Regions from separate parts of the Arachis hypogaea genome. Here region 1 is linked to region 2. The links are chromatin contacts, called in public Hi-C maps. All regions are on one chromosome and are shown on one strand. Each heading gives the region's core, a stretch centred on a gene start, on an enhancer-like site or on the middle of the called end of the contact. The rest is flanking DNA. Distances are from core to core; before and after follow the strand shown.

The links. A called contact is a pair of places that touch in the nucleus more often than the background predicts.
Region 1: a contact with region 2 is called in a Hi-C map of leaf, with 3 times the contacts expected there. The contact joins the promoter of LOC140180062 here to the promoter of LOC140180058 in region 2. A contact is called at or near these places in 2 of 8 Hi-C or Micro-C datasets (both in leaf).

The regions. Positions count from the first base shown.
Region 1 is chr16:23,526,671-23,533,045 of arahy.Tifrunner.gnm2.J5K5, reverse strand. LOC140180062 reads left to right here and starts at 2,205. Exons shown (of 2, transcript XM_072220453.1): 1 at 2,205-2,592; 2 at 2,710-3,590. The coding sequence starts at 2,205. The coding sequence ends at 3,590. It overlaps LOC140180061, which reads left to right and starts at 6,249. Exons shown (of 2, transcript XM_072220452.1): 1 at 6,249-6,354. The coding sequence starts at 6,249.
Region 2 is chr16:23,270,804-23,277,055 of arahy.Tifrunner.gnm2.J5K5, reverse strand. It overlaps LOC140180058, which reads right to left and starts at 3,341. Exons shown (of 2, transcript XM_072220449.1): 1 at 3,072-3,341; 2 at 2,662-3,015. The coding sequence starts at 3,341. The coding sequence ends at 2,662. LOC112756864 reads right to left here and starts at 4,328. Exons shown (of 1, transcript XM_025805475.1): 1 at 3,498-4,328. The coding sequence starts at 4,328. The coding sequence ends at 3,498. LOC112758505 (ras-related protein RABA3) reads right to left here. Exons shown (of 2, transcript XM_025807202.3): 2 at 5,971-6,252. The coding sequence ends at 6,173.

The DNA.
Region 1 (6,375 bases), core at 956-3,455, 260 kb before region 2:
GATTTTGGGGTTCACCAAGAATCAAACTCTTGACTTTTTGAATCTAGAGTTCTAATATCATGTCATGATACCACTCATCCCAAAAGTTTTAGCTGATGAGAAAAGGTAACACTAATGGTTATATCTCTAATACTCTCTAAACCTCCATTGTACATCCTATACAAAACTTCTATTGGCTCCTCATACTTTCCCTTTCGAGAAACCTTAGTTTCTCCTCAGGACTCTGTATATCTTTAAAATAATGATTATATTAAATTATAATTAATTAAATAATTATATTTTTATTTAAATCATAATTAATATAAATAATTATATTAAATCATTATTAAATATTAGAGTAATTATCTAAATCAGTTTCCAAAGATTTTAAAATCAGATATTTTAGTCCACAAGAAAAATTAATACACATATCAATTTTCAAGGTTTTACTCCGGCAAACAAATTAGTCCCCAGTTTATTTTTCGGCAAAATAATTACCCAGATCAGTCCCCAAAGATATAAAAAATAGACATTTTGGTCCCAAAAAATTAATGTACAAATTAATCCCCAACATTTCTCTCTATTAGACATAGCAATCCTCCATCCATCCAACAACAACAACAACAACAACAACAACAACAACAACAACAACAACAACAACAACAACAAGTATTATTATTATTATTATTATTATTATTATTATTATTATTATTATTATTATTATTATTATTATTATTATTATTATTATTATTAATTGTACAATAATACTGTACTATATTTTTTTGTATTTTTTTGACAAAATAATAATAAATTTATTCATTAGATTCTTATATATATAGTCACTCAATAATAATAATAATAATAACAAAAAAAATTATTAGAGATCATTCTACAAGAAATTCAATGTTAAAATTATTTGATATTTTTGTATTTAATACAATTAAAAGATGTGCTATGTAAAAAAAATGTTTGTATTAAAAAATATGTATTAAAAGAAAATATTTTAATTTAGATTTATATTAAATACATACTTTTTTTTAATACAAACATATTTTTTAAAATAGGACATTTTTTTATTATATTAAATATAAAAATATCAAATGGTTTTAACCTTGAATTTCTTGTAAAATAATCTCTAATAATTTTATTGATTATTATTATTATTATTATTATTATTATTATTATTATTATTATTATTATTATTATTATTATTATTATTGATCTGTCCGGTAGCTATAACTCGACTCAGGTAAAATTATAAATCGAAATATGATCAAAACTAAATAAACACGTGTTTTATGGGGAGTACGTGGAAAGTACGTATTTTGGTCTTTATCCTATCAAATTAAACAACTATGTGCCAACCCAAATTGGCACAGAATCTCTCCGTAAATCTCTCTAAACAAGCTCACTAAAGAGCAATTACCACAATATTAGACCCACTAAGTAACCACACAACAATTCTATAAATACATCCACTCCTGACATGAAAGAGGTACACTATTCATTCTGAGTAATTTAATATTCATCTTCTACTCTTATTAACTTGAGCGTTGGAGTTTCTTTGCAGGTCCCAACCTCCTCCGGTGTTCCTTGACGGCTGAAGTATAGCTCGGCGTCTAAAAAGCTCCATACACACGGAAGAAGGAGTTGTACCTCGATTTATATTACTAGACAGGAACAATTATTATTATTATTATTATTATTATTGTTGTTGTTGTTGTTGTTGTTGATACGTCACCAATGTCCTCGGCCGCCCGAAAAGTTCGGCACGTGAACAGATAAGATCGGCCTCACTCATTTGAAAATAGGAAACGTGCTCAACAAATCTAATTACCAAAACAGAATATGATAACCAACCTACAAACTCGGACTTATCCATAGTAAACGGGTAAAACAACTTCTATAAAGCCGAACTCATATTCTCGGCTAAAGGACATGTTCCATTCTCAGTCTTCTATTTTTTACTTAACTGATTCATTGAAGATCATTATTGACTTGAGCGTCGGAGTATCTTTTGCAGGTATTCCCGCCGCGGTGTTCGATCCAGGCCGACGTGTAGCCCTTCCTCTCCGACAACCGCCTGCTCAGAATTGCTAAACCTTGGCCACCCCAGTACCAGGACGAATCACTTGGCGCTCACCGCGGGCCCGGAATATATCTAATCTCACCATCCATTTTATTTAGTTTCTTACCTTGTTTTGCAGGATTCTCGATCCTCGGACATGGCTGACAATGAGAACCCTCAACCCACACAGGCAAAGCTCCTAGCTCAAATAGCCGAACTCCAGGCAGAGGTGCGGAGGATAGCTGAACTGTCCGCACAGAACAATGGAAAGCATGAAGGAGAAACCTCCAAAAGCTCGGCACAGGGCAACATAGATCCCCTGAACATCACTCCACCTAAGGAGAAGCTCACCCTTGAAAACTCCTTTTCTGAAGAGATCATTAAGTTTCAGATGCCAAAAAATTTTGTGCTACCCACGGCACTGGAACCATATAAGGGGTTCGGTGACCCCCGAGCTCACGTCAAGAAATTTCAATCCATGATGTTCTTTAATGACGCTAATAACGAACCAGTGATTTGCCGAGCTTTTTCCACTTATCTTGATGGTACTACATTAGTGTGATTTTCTAAAATATCTGCAAGTTTCATTTCCTCTTTTGAGGAGCTGGCGAGATCTTTTATTGATTAATTTGCGACATCGAGAATATATGTCCATGGATCAGACTACCTGGGAACAATCAAGCAAGGCCAATATGAGAGCTTAAAGGACTACATGACCAGGTTCGCTGAGGCTACTATGGAGATCCAAGACTTGGATCCAGCTGTCCACTTGCATGCCCTCAAAGCTGGCCTCAGACCTGGCAAATTCCAGGAGACCATTACGATAACAAAACCAAAAATACTAGAGGAGTTCCGAGAAAGGGCTGCAGGTCAAATGGAGATTGAAGAACTCCGCGAGGCCCAAAAGCCGGACAAAAAACCACAGCGGAAAGATGAGGAAAAAGCTTTCAGATCACCAGGCAACAAGGATACAAAGAGGCCCTTCAAGCTCACATCAAAATATAACACGTATACCAGATTCAATACCAAGAGAGAAAACATCATCAAAGTGATTCTAAATGCCAAAATCGTGAAGCCACTAGCTCGAACAGGGAACTACCAAGACCAAAGGTTCGTGGATAGAAGCAAGCATTGCGCCTTCCACCAGAAGTTTGGCCATACCACGGATGACTGCATCGTGGCAAAAGACCTGCTCGAAAGACTGGCACGCCAAGGGCTCTTAGACAAATATATCGAAGGTCAGAAAGCCAGAAGGACAAACTCGGACAGGAACGAGCACAAACAAGCAGTGACAGATAAGAACAAAAAAGATCAGACAACTCCTGATCCGCCAAGAGGAATCATCAGCCACATCTCAGGAGGATACGCAGGCGGAGGTGAAACAAACTCGGCCAGAAAACGAAGCTATAGGGCGATGCTGGCAATCGAGGGAATATTGCAGCCAAAGAAGGAGAAGGACCCAGATGTCACAATATCCTTCAATCAATTAGACTTCAGATCAGCAAGCCCTAACCTCGACGACCCAGTAGTAATCTCCATATAGGTTGGAGAGCTATTGGTAAGAAAAACACTACTAAACCCAGGTAGTAGTGCTGATGTTTTGTTTTATTCTACCTTTAAAAAGATGAAGTTATCAGAAAAAACAATACAGCCTTCTTTTGGAGAGCTAATTGGGTTCTCCGGAGAAAGGGTCCCCATCATGGGATACATATGGCTAACGACCACGATGGGAGAGATCCCTATGTCAAAATCTATTGGTATTCAGTACCTAATAGTAGACTGTTATAGCCCTTATAATATTATTATTGGGAGACCCGCCTTGAATATATTCAAAGCGGTAGTGTCCATGTTACACTTGTGTGTTAAGTTTCCAGTACAGGAAAATAGGATAGCAACAGTGTACGCCGACCACCAGGAAGCTCGGCAGTGCTACAATGTCAGTCTGAAACAAAGCCCAGCAAACATGACAGCTCGGCCACAAGTTCAAGCAATACACGACACTGCAGAGATCCTCACGTTGGCCGAGCTCGACCCAAGAGAAGACCTCGGCGAGAGACCCCAGCCAATGGATAACCTCCACCGAGTAATATTAACATCGGATGACAAACAATATACACACATTGGTGAAGCACTAGAAGGAGAGGAGCGCACAAAGCTTATAAGTTTACTGTGCCAGAATGCCGACCTATTTGCATGGACACCGGACGACATGCCTGGAATAAGCCCAGAAGTCATCTACCACAACTTAGCAATTGACAAGGCAGTCCGACCAGTGGCACAAAAGAAAAGAAACCTCGGAGAAGAGAAAAAACAAGCAGCACTAGAAGAAACCAAGAAACTCCTCAGCGCAGGTTTCATAAGAGAAATCCGCTTCACCACATGGCTCTCAAATGTGGTAATGGTAAGGAAAAACTCAGGTAAATGGTGTATGTGCGTCGACTTTACAAATCTAAACAAAGCTTGCCCTAAATATGCTTACCCTTTACCTTGCATTGATAAATTAGTTGATAATGCTTCCGGTTTCAAAAGTTTGAGTTTTATGGATGCATATTCTGGCTACAACCAGATTCTAATGCACCCAGACGACCAAAGCAAAACAGCCTTTATAACACAACATGGAAATTTTTGTTACAAGGTGATGCCTTTTGTTTTAAAGAATGCAGGAGCAACTTACCAAAGGCTAATAGACAAAGTATTCCAACATCAAATAGGTCGGAATATGGAAATTTACGTCGATGATATGGTGGCAAAAACACCTGCACAAGGATCACATTGTGACGACCTGGTAGAAGTCTTCAACCAGATCCGAGCTTATAACATGCGGCTCAACCCGGACAAATGTGCCTTTGGAGTTCACGGGGGGAAATTCCTCGGCTTCATACTAACCTCACGAGGTATAGAAGCCAACCCAGAGAAATGCAATGCAGTCCTGAGCATGACAAGCCCAAAGATAGTAAAAGAAATCCAGCAATTAGCAGGGAGGGTAGCCGCCCTATCACGTTTCCTACCTACAGTGGCAAACCGATCTTATCATTTCTTCTAGACATTCTCTAAGGGCAAGAAATTCACATGGACGGAGGAATGTGAAAACTCCTTTATGGAACTCAAACAGCTCTTAACATCACCACCAATACTCCAGAGACCAAAGGCAGGTAAGCCGTTGTATTTGTATTTATCAGTATCTAACCATGCCATAAGCTTGGTCCTAGTGATGGAAATAGGAAAAAAGCAAAATCCAGTATACTTCATTAGTAAGGTACTACAACCAACAGAAACAAGGTATCCGAAGATAGAGCAGCTAGCATTGGCACTTATCACTACGGCAAGAAGACTGCGACATTACTTTCAAAGCCACACAATCATAGTACGAACAGACCAACCATTAAGGCAGATATTAACCAGACCCGAGCTTGTCGGACGATTAATAAAGTGGTCAATCGAACTCTCCGAGTTCGACATTCAGTACGAGTCGAGAAAAATCCTGAAGTCACAAGTACTCACCGGCTTCGTATCAGAAATGACTAATGAAACACAACACACAGAAGCCAATTGGAGTATACATGTAGATGGAGCATCAAACATAGAAGGAAGCAGAGCTGGGGTACTGCTAAAAGAGGGAGAGAAAGTGATAGCCGAGCAATCACTACAGTTTCGCTTCAATGCGAGTAACAACCAAGCGGAATATGAAGCTCTGCTAGCAGGACTGAAGCTCGCCCAACAACTCAGGATACCTCAAATAACAGTCTACTGCGACTCCTCACTGGTAGTACATCAAATCAAGGGCGAGTACCAGGTAAAAGATCCTTTGCTAGAGAAATATTGGCTCATAACAAAGGATCTTATCTCAAAGTTTAGTAAATTTGATATTATTCATGTAAACCGAGAACAAAACACCAGAGCCGATGTGTTATCCAAGCTAGCCACAACAAGGCAGGCGGAAAACACACCGGCCTTGTCCCAACTAACACTTAACAAGCCAAGATTTGAGCAGGACACAATATTAAGCATCATGCAGGAACCAGACTAGAGAACACCTTTTCTCAATTACATCAACACAGGTGCTATACCAAACGAGGAGTCGAACTTAGCGCTCTTCCGAAGAAGAGCAAGCTTCTACACAGTACTCGAAAATACCCTGTACAGGCGAAGACACTCCCAACCACTTCTCAAATGCATCAGCAACGATGAGGCCAAAGACGTTATGGCAGAAATGCACGAAGGGGTTTGTGGAAACCACATCGGCGGCCAAGCACTGGCAGCGAAGATATTGCGAACAGGATACTATTGGCCGACGATAAAAATGGACTGTATTTCGAAAGTCAAGGCAT
Region 2 (6,252 bases), core at 2,092-4,591:
TTTAAATTTTATTTATTTGTGTTGTAATCAGTAGTATTGAGGTTATTAATATTATTATAATTAATATTATGTTATTATTAATTTTGCGTTACGTTTTAAATTTTTTAATACTGTTATTATATTATATTATTATTATTATTAATATTAATAGGCAAATTAATCTCATTATTATTATTATTATTATTATTATTATTATTATTATTATTATTATTATTATTATTATAATAGTTATAGTGGATCTGTTAATGAAAATAATCTATTAATAATTTTTAATAAGAATAATGTGTAATAATTTATTATTATTTTTTAGTGATTTATTATTATTTTTTATAATAATAATAATAATAATAATAATAATAATAATAATATCAACAGTAAACGGTTTTGTTAATAATGTTTACGTACAAAAAAAATATTATTATAGATATTATAATAAATGATTTTTTTCAGTAATATTTTGTAATAATAATTAATACTGTATGTTAATAACAAACCGTGTAGGTTATAGTTATTATAATAAATGGTTATTATTATTGTTATTATTGTTATATTCGAATAACTATTATTATAATTAGAGTGTTATTATGATTATTTTATAATACTGATTATGATAATGAGAATAAGTTTTTATTAATTTTTAATAATTAATAATACTGTTTAATAAATAATAGATAAATATTCGTGATTTTTTAACAATTTATTATTATTATGTTTTAACCGGTATTATTTAGAATTTAATAATTATCATTTTTTTTTGCAGGCTATCAGAAATTTGTTGCCCAGAAAATTGGATCCGCCAGATACGTTGAATGAGGTAGTTGTAGCGACATTGGCATTGACTGGTTTTCAACACGTTTCGCGAGTAGGCGAAATGAGAGGTCATTCTGCACTACTGAGTGCTTTGGTGGAACGCTGGAGGCCGGAGACTCACACGTTTCATCTTCCGGTCGGTGAAGTGACGGTGACGCTGGAAGATGTGAGCTATATTCTTGGTTTTCCAGTTAATGGGGAGCTTGTTACGGGTAGATCAGATAGCAGCCACCAGTTTTTGGTTGAGAACTGCATTGCGTGTTTTGGTTGGGAGCCCGGTCCGGACGATCACGTGTTGGGAAAGGTTAATATTGCTTGGGTCCGGCGGTGCAGAGACACCGAGCCGTGTGATACTCAGGAGTCTCTCGAGCGGTACGTCTGAGCGCACATTTTCTGTGTGCTCGGTACAATTGTGTTTCCGGATAAGTCGACCGTTTCACTGAACTCGAAGTTTCTACCGCTACTTAGGGATTTCCACCGGATTTCAGGGTATAGTTGGGGAGCAGCCAGTCTGGCACACCTATACAGATCGTTGTGTCGTGCCTCACGATACAACTGCAAGGAAATGGATGGCCCACTGATGCCGCTTTTTGTTTGGGCGTGGGAGCGTATGCCGTTCCTGGCACCTATACCCCGCGATCAACTCGGCAATATTGGTGTTCCACTAGCGCGACGGTATTGGCTTTTAGCGTTGTTGTTATTGTTATTATTATTATTAAGCTTATTCATATTGTTATTATTATTATTATTATTATTATTTTGTTCTTCTTATTAATAATGTTATTATGTTTTCGTTAGGTGGAGTCATTGGCGCCGACATACAAGATATATACGGCGGCCTATTGCGCATTTTAGGCGAGGTCTCGACGACATGGGAGTTGACGACGTAAGTTGTACCATTAATGTCCAATGTTTTTATTCAGAAGAATAGTTTTTCTAATCGACCTCTTGGTAACTATTATGCAGTTTATATGGCGGCCATATATGGGAGTGGGGATTTCGGATGGCCTCGCTCCCCATATGATTATGTGCTCCACCCAGTCGCCTCTAGTGTCATTCGAGTGCATAGAATGGCACGCGACAGATCGGGTCAGACGACAGTTCGGGATGCAGCAGCTACCACCAGGCCCCATGTTCAACCTTGGTCGTGATCACTGCAAGCGGCTGACAGGAGCACAGAACCATGACTGGGGACAAATTTACAGTCAATGGGTTAACAGATGGACATTTGACCGCTATAACACATTGCAGCTAGGCGAGGAGATTATTGACTTCCATCCTCTCCCAGTGTACTACGACTGGTACACACAGCAGTATGGGATTCACCTGCGGCTGTCAGATAGAGTTCCAGGCGAAGAAATTGGCAGCGGTTTGTATGACACTGGTGCTGTGAGCATGACAGATTTAGGCAGTGGTCCTGACGTCAGCAGCGGGCTGGACGCCGGTGTGTCTCAGGGTCATCCGTATAACTTACGGACACAGACTGCGCCTCCGGACAAATACACCCCATCCTTGTATTCGAAGAAGGCGCCGAGGAAGTAGTCTATTGTAGTTGATGGGTGATTCAGGGTTGTATTCATAGTTGTATTCGACATTTGTATTCAGTATTATTATTATGACATATTTAGATGATTCTGTTCAGTAATTATTATTATTATGACATATTTAGCTTTGTTCCATGTAACTCTAAAAAATGTTAACTAGGTTGAAAATTTTATTTATCATAACGAGATTAAAAACTTTATTTATTATAAATTGTTAACTAGGTTAAAATACATGACGATATTACATAAAAAGTAACATATAATTGTGAAGTAGGTCATAACAAAGTTACATTGAAAAGCTTAACCACTAATGACCTCCAGCGGAGCTTGGACCTGCGCGCTGAGGACATCGGCTACGACTATGTCCCTCGCGTCCACATATAGTGCACCGGCGAGGACCACGCATCCCACGTGAATCCATCTCATTCAAGTAGCGGGTGGACTTCGGTCTTCCTTTCGTCGCGCGCCTCAATGTCCAGTTGGCGATCACCTTCGCTCCTTCGTATCTATCCCATGTAGATGGGTCACCCATCGGAACAAACTCGCCTCTGTAAACCTTACAAATTTCAGACATCTTGTACACATCGTGCACGTACACTTGCCAATCGAGACGCTGGTTGGCGCAACATGCAAGCACGTGGCGACATGGAAGTCGCTCGACCTGGAAATGGCCACAGTCGCAGTGTCGTTGCGCAAGGTTGACCGTGTAAATGGTACCATCTTGCATTTCGCGAACCTCAAACATCTCATGCGCCTATCGAACCGGTTGACCACAACGTTTCCTGCATGTCGGAAGCTTTCTTCAACTCTCTTCGTTGCGAACTCTGAATACGTAAATCCGTTGCGGAGACGCTCATGAGCCTCGGTACTCTTCCGAGTGAATAACTCATTCAGCCGATAGAAAGTTAACCGGATCAGGGCAGTCACAGGAAGGTTGCGTGCCCCCTTCAGGACAGAATTTATGCACTCTACCAAGTTTGTCGTCATATGTCCCCAACGATGACCACCATCGAATGCCAACAACCATCTCTCAACACCGATCTCATCGCACCATTGAGTATATGCCTCACCCTGCCCTTTAAGCCTTTGGTAGTTTTTGTTGTACTCCTACTCCGTTCTAGAATAGCCTGTTGAACAAACCATTTAGTCATAAGCAGATGTCACAAATTTACTATGAATAGAACCATAATAGCGAGTTGATATACATGTGTTCACCACGAGTTTATGCAAATATGGAGCCTTGAACCTCCTTAAGAAGTTGGAGCCGATGTGCCTAATGCAGTACATGTGCCACGCCCTTGGTGGTGACCATGCACCGTTACTGCGAGCTATTGCAGCGTCGATAGAGGTATGGCGGTCAGAAATAATACCCACCCCATCAATGGTAACAACATATCTCCGCAAATTCGTTAGGAAAAACTCCCATGCATCTGTCGTCTCACCCTCAACTATGGCAAAAGCAATAGGCACAATGTTTTGATTCCCGTCTTGTGCAACCGCTACCAGAAGTGCACCTTTATATTTTCCATACAGGTGCATGCCATCAACTTGCACCAGCGGCTTGCAGTGTCTAAATGCTACAATACACAGATAGAAGCTCCAAAAAATGTGATGCAGAACTCTTACACCTTGAACCTCCTCAGTCTCACGGTAAACGGGGAGCGTTTTGATTTGAACACGAGACCTTGGCATTTTAACCGTCATTGCTTTCAACCATACTGGCAGGGTCTGGTAAGAAACTTTCCAATCACCGAAAACCTTGGCAACAGCTTTCTGCTTTGCCAACCAAGCCTTGCGGTAACTGACAGTGTAGTTGAACCTGGATTGAACTTCTGCAATTACAGACTTCACCTTTATCGAGGGGTCTGATTCGACCAACGGCCTAATGACATCTGCAATTGTGTCCGAGTCCAACTTGGCATGATCTTGTGATATCGTTCCCACGGTGCACGTGTGCTTGCCATTGTATCTCATGATCTCCTAACAAGCTTTCTTTCGAATCAAGCTAGCCCGGATTAGCCAATCGCACCCTGCACCATACCCCTTGCATTTCGCATAGAATGTTTGCGGCTCAGACTCATACACAGTGTAATCAACCCCTCTAGAGATAGTGTAGCTTTTGATTGCAGATATCACCGACTCTCTCGATCCAAATTCCATTCCAACACTAAACTCGCCATCTTCCGCCGCAGCATTGCCTTCACCTACGACATGCGCACCACCATCAGTCAGACGAGGCATATAAAATAAACACTATAGGAAACTTGAGTTAATAATCATAACATACCCGTATTCGCATACTCAGAAAATTCTAGGTCATGCATGGCTTCCATATCTAGAGTCCGCATAAAAGATGGAACACCAAACGGGTGTTGGCTTATAATCGCATTCGCTTCACTTGGCACCTCCGGATTGCCTGCCAAGTCTCCGTCATCGTTCTCGTCATCGACTTCATAGTTAGCTTCGAACTCCTCTTCACTGTCATTATTTTCTTCTTCCCAATCTATATCACCGAGCTCATCAATATTGACCCCCTCGCCGACCGTGCCCGACCCTGACTGCTGCTCAAACTCAACGTACAACTCCATCATCGGCACATGAAATCGGGTTTGTTGATAAATACAGAACATCTGCTGCATACTGGCATCGTCAGTAATGGGCATTAATTGAAACTGTATTAGCCCACCAAATACTTGCATAGGACTTCTGTATAAAAGGTTGCTGACCCTTTTCAAAATGTGGCTTTGAATGTTATTACAAAGCCCATTTTGCAAATCAACAAAGCTCATGGTACATGGAATAGCAAATGACAACGGACATTCACAAACAAAAGTCACTCCTTCATGTGTGTTTGGTATAACTTCACCGTTATAATATACTCGCAAATTTGTAATATTTTCCATAATTTCAACCTCACGTACTCCGATTTTTTGGACACAGCTAACTGCCAAAAAAAACTAACAACTACAACATATGTATTTGAAAGAGGAGAATGATGAGTAGAATGGGAGTGAGGCCGTTGCGCTGAGGAGTGCTTCGTATTTATAGGCAGGCCTCTTCAGGAAAATATTTTTTTTTCAACAAACGCAACCTGCGCTTTTCAAAAAGCAATCTGACAACGCGAAAAAATGCTACCTACGTTTTGCGTTTTCCAAAAAAAAAGCTAGCCCTCAGCACAAAACGCAGATTGCGCTTTGTTATTACAAAAAAAAAATTATTTAGCCCAACACAAAACGCATGCCACGTTTGGATTAAAACTATTTTAAAAAAATTTTGAAAATCCTGCACCAACCAAAACGAAGGCCACGTTTCTTCCCTTTCCTGCACAAAAAAAAAAAAAGGCCAAAAGTAAAACGCATCTTACGTTTTACGCCTGTCATCATAGCAGGGAAAATTTTCTCCATGCATCCATTACGTTGAATATCACCAAGCTTTAATCCATATAAAAAAAAAAAGACCCGGTATTTTAAGTATAAAATATTATTAAAATTTCAGTTTTTATCTCTAAAAATATTAGTCTCCTGTGTCCTCACTTTTTAGAGGTACTGAAATACTAAAATTTTTGGGACAGAGACAGAAATTTTAATACCAGTCTCTGAACCAATAAACATGATACTGAATCTCAGTCTCTTAGTCTCTGTTTCAATATCTCAAACAAACTCTACATTAAAGAATTGAAGTGTCTAATTAAAGTGAACAAATAGGTGCAGTTGAATTAAAAGCCAAGATCTGAAGAAATCAATCATCCTTACCCACCACATTGCCACTATATACGTGTAGTATTCAGTTTTGTAAAATAAACTTAATAAGAAGAATAATCAACAAGAGCATGAAGAGACTTTCTTAATCTCAGTAATCTCTGACTCTAAGTCATTACCAGAGATTACATCAATCTTTG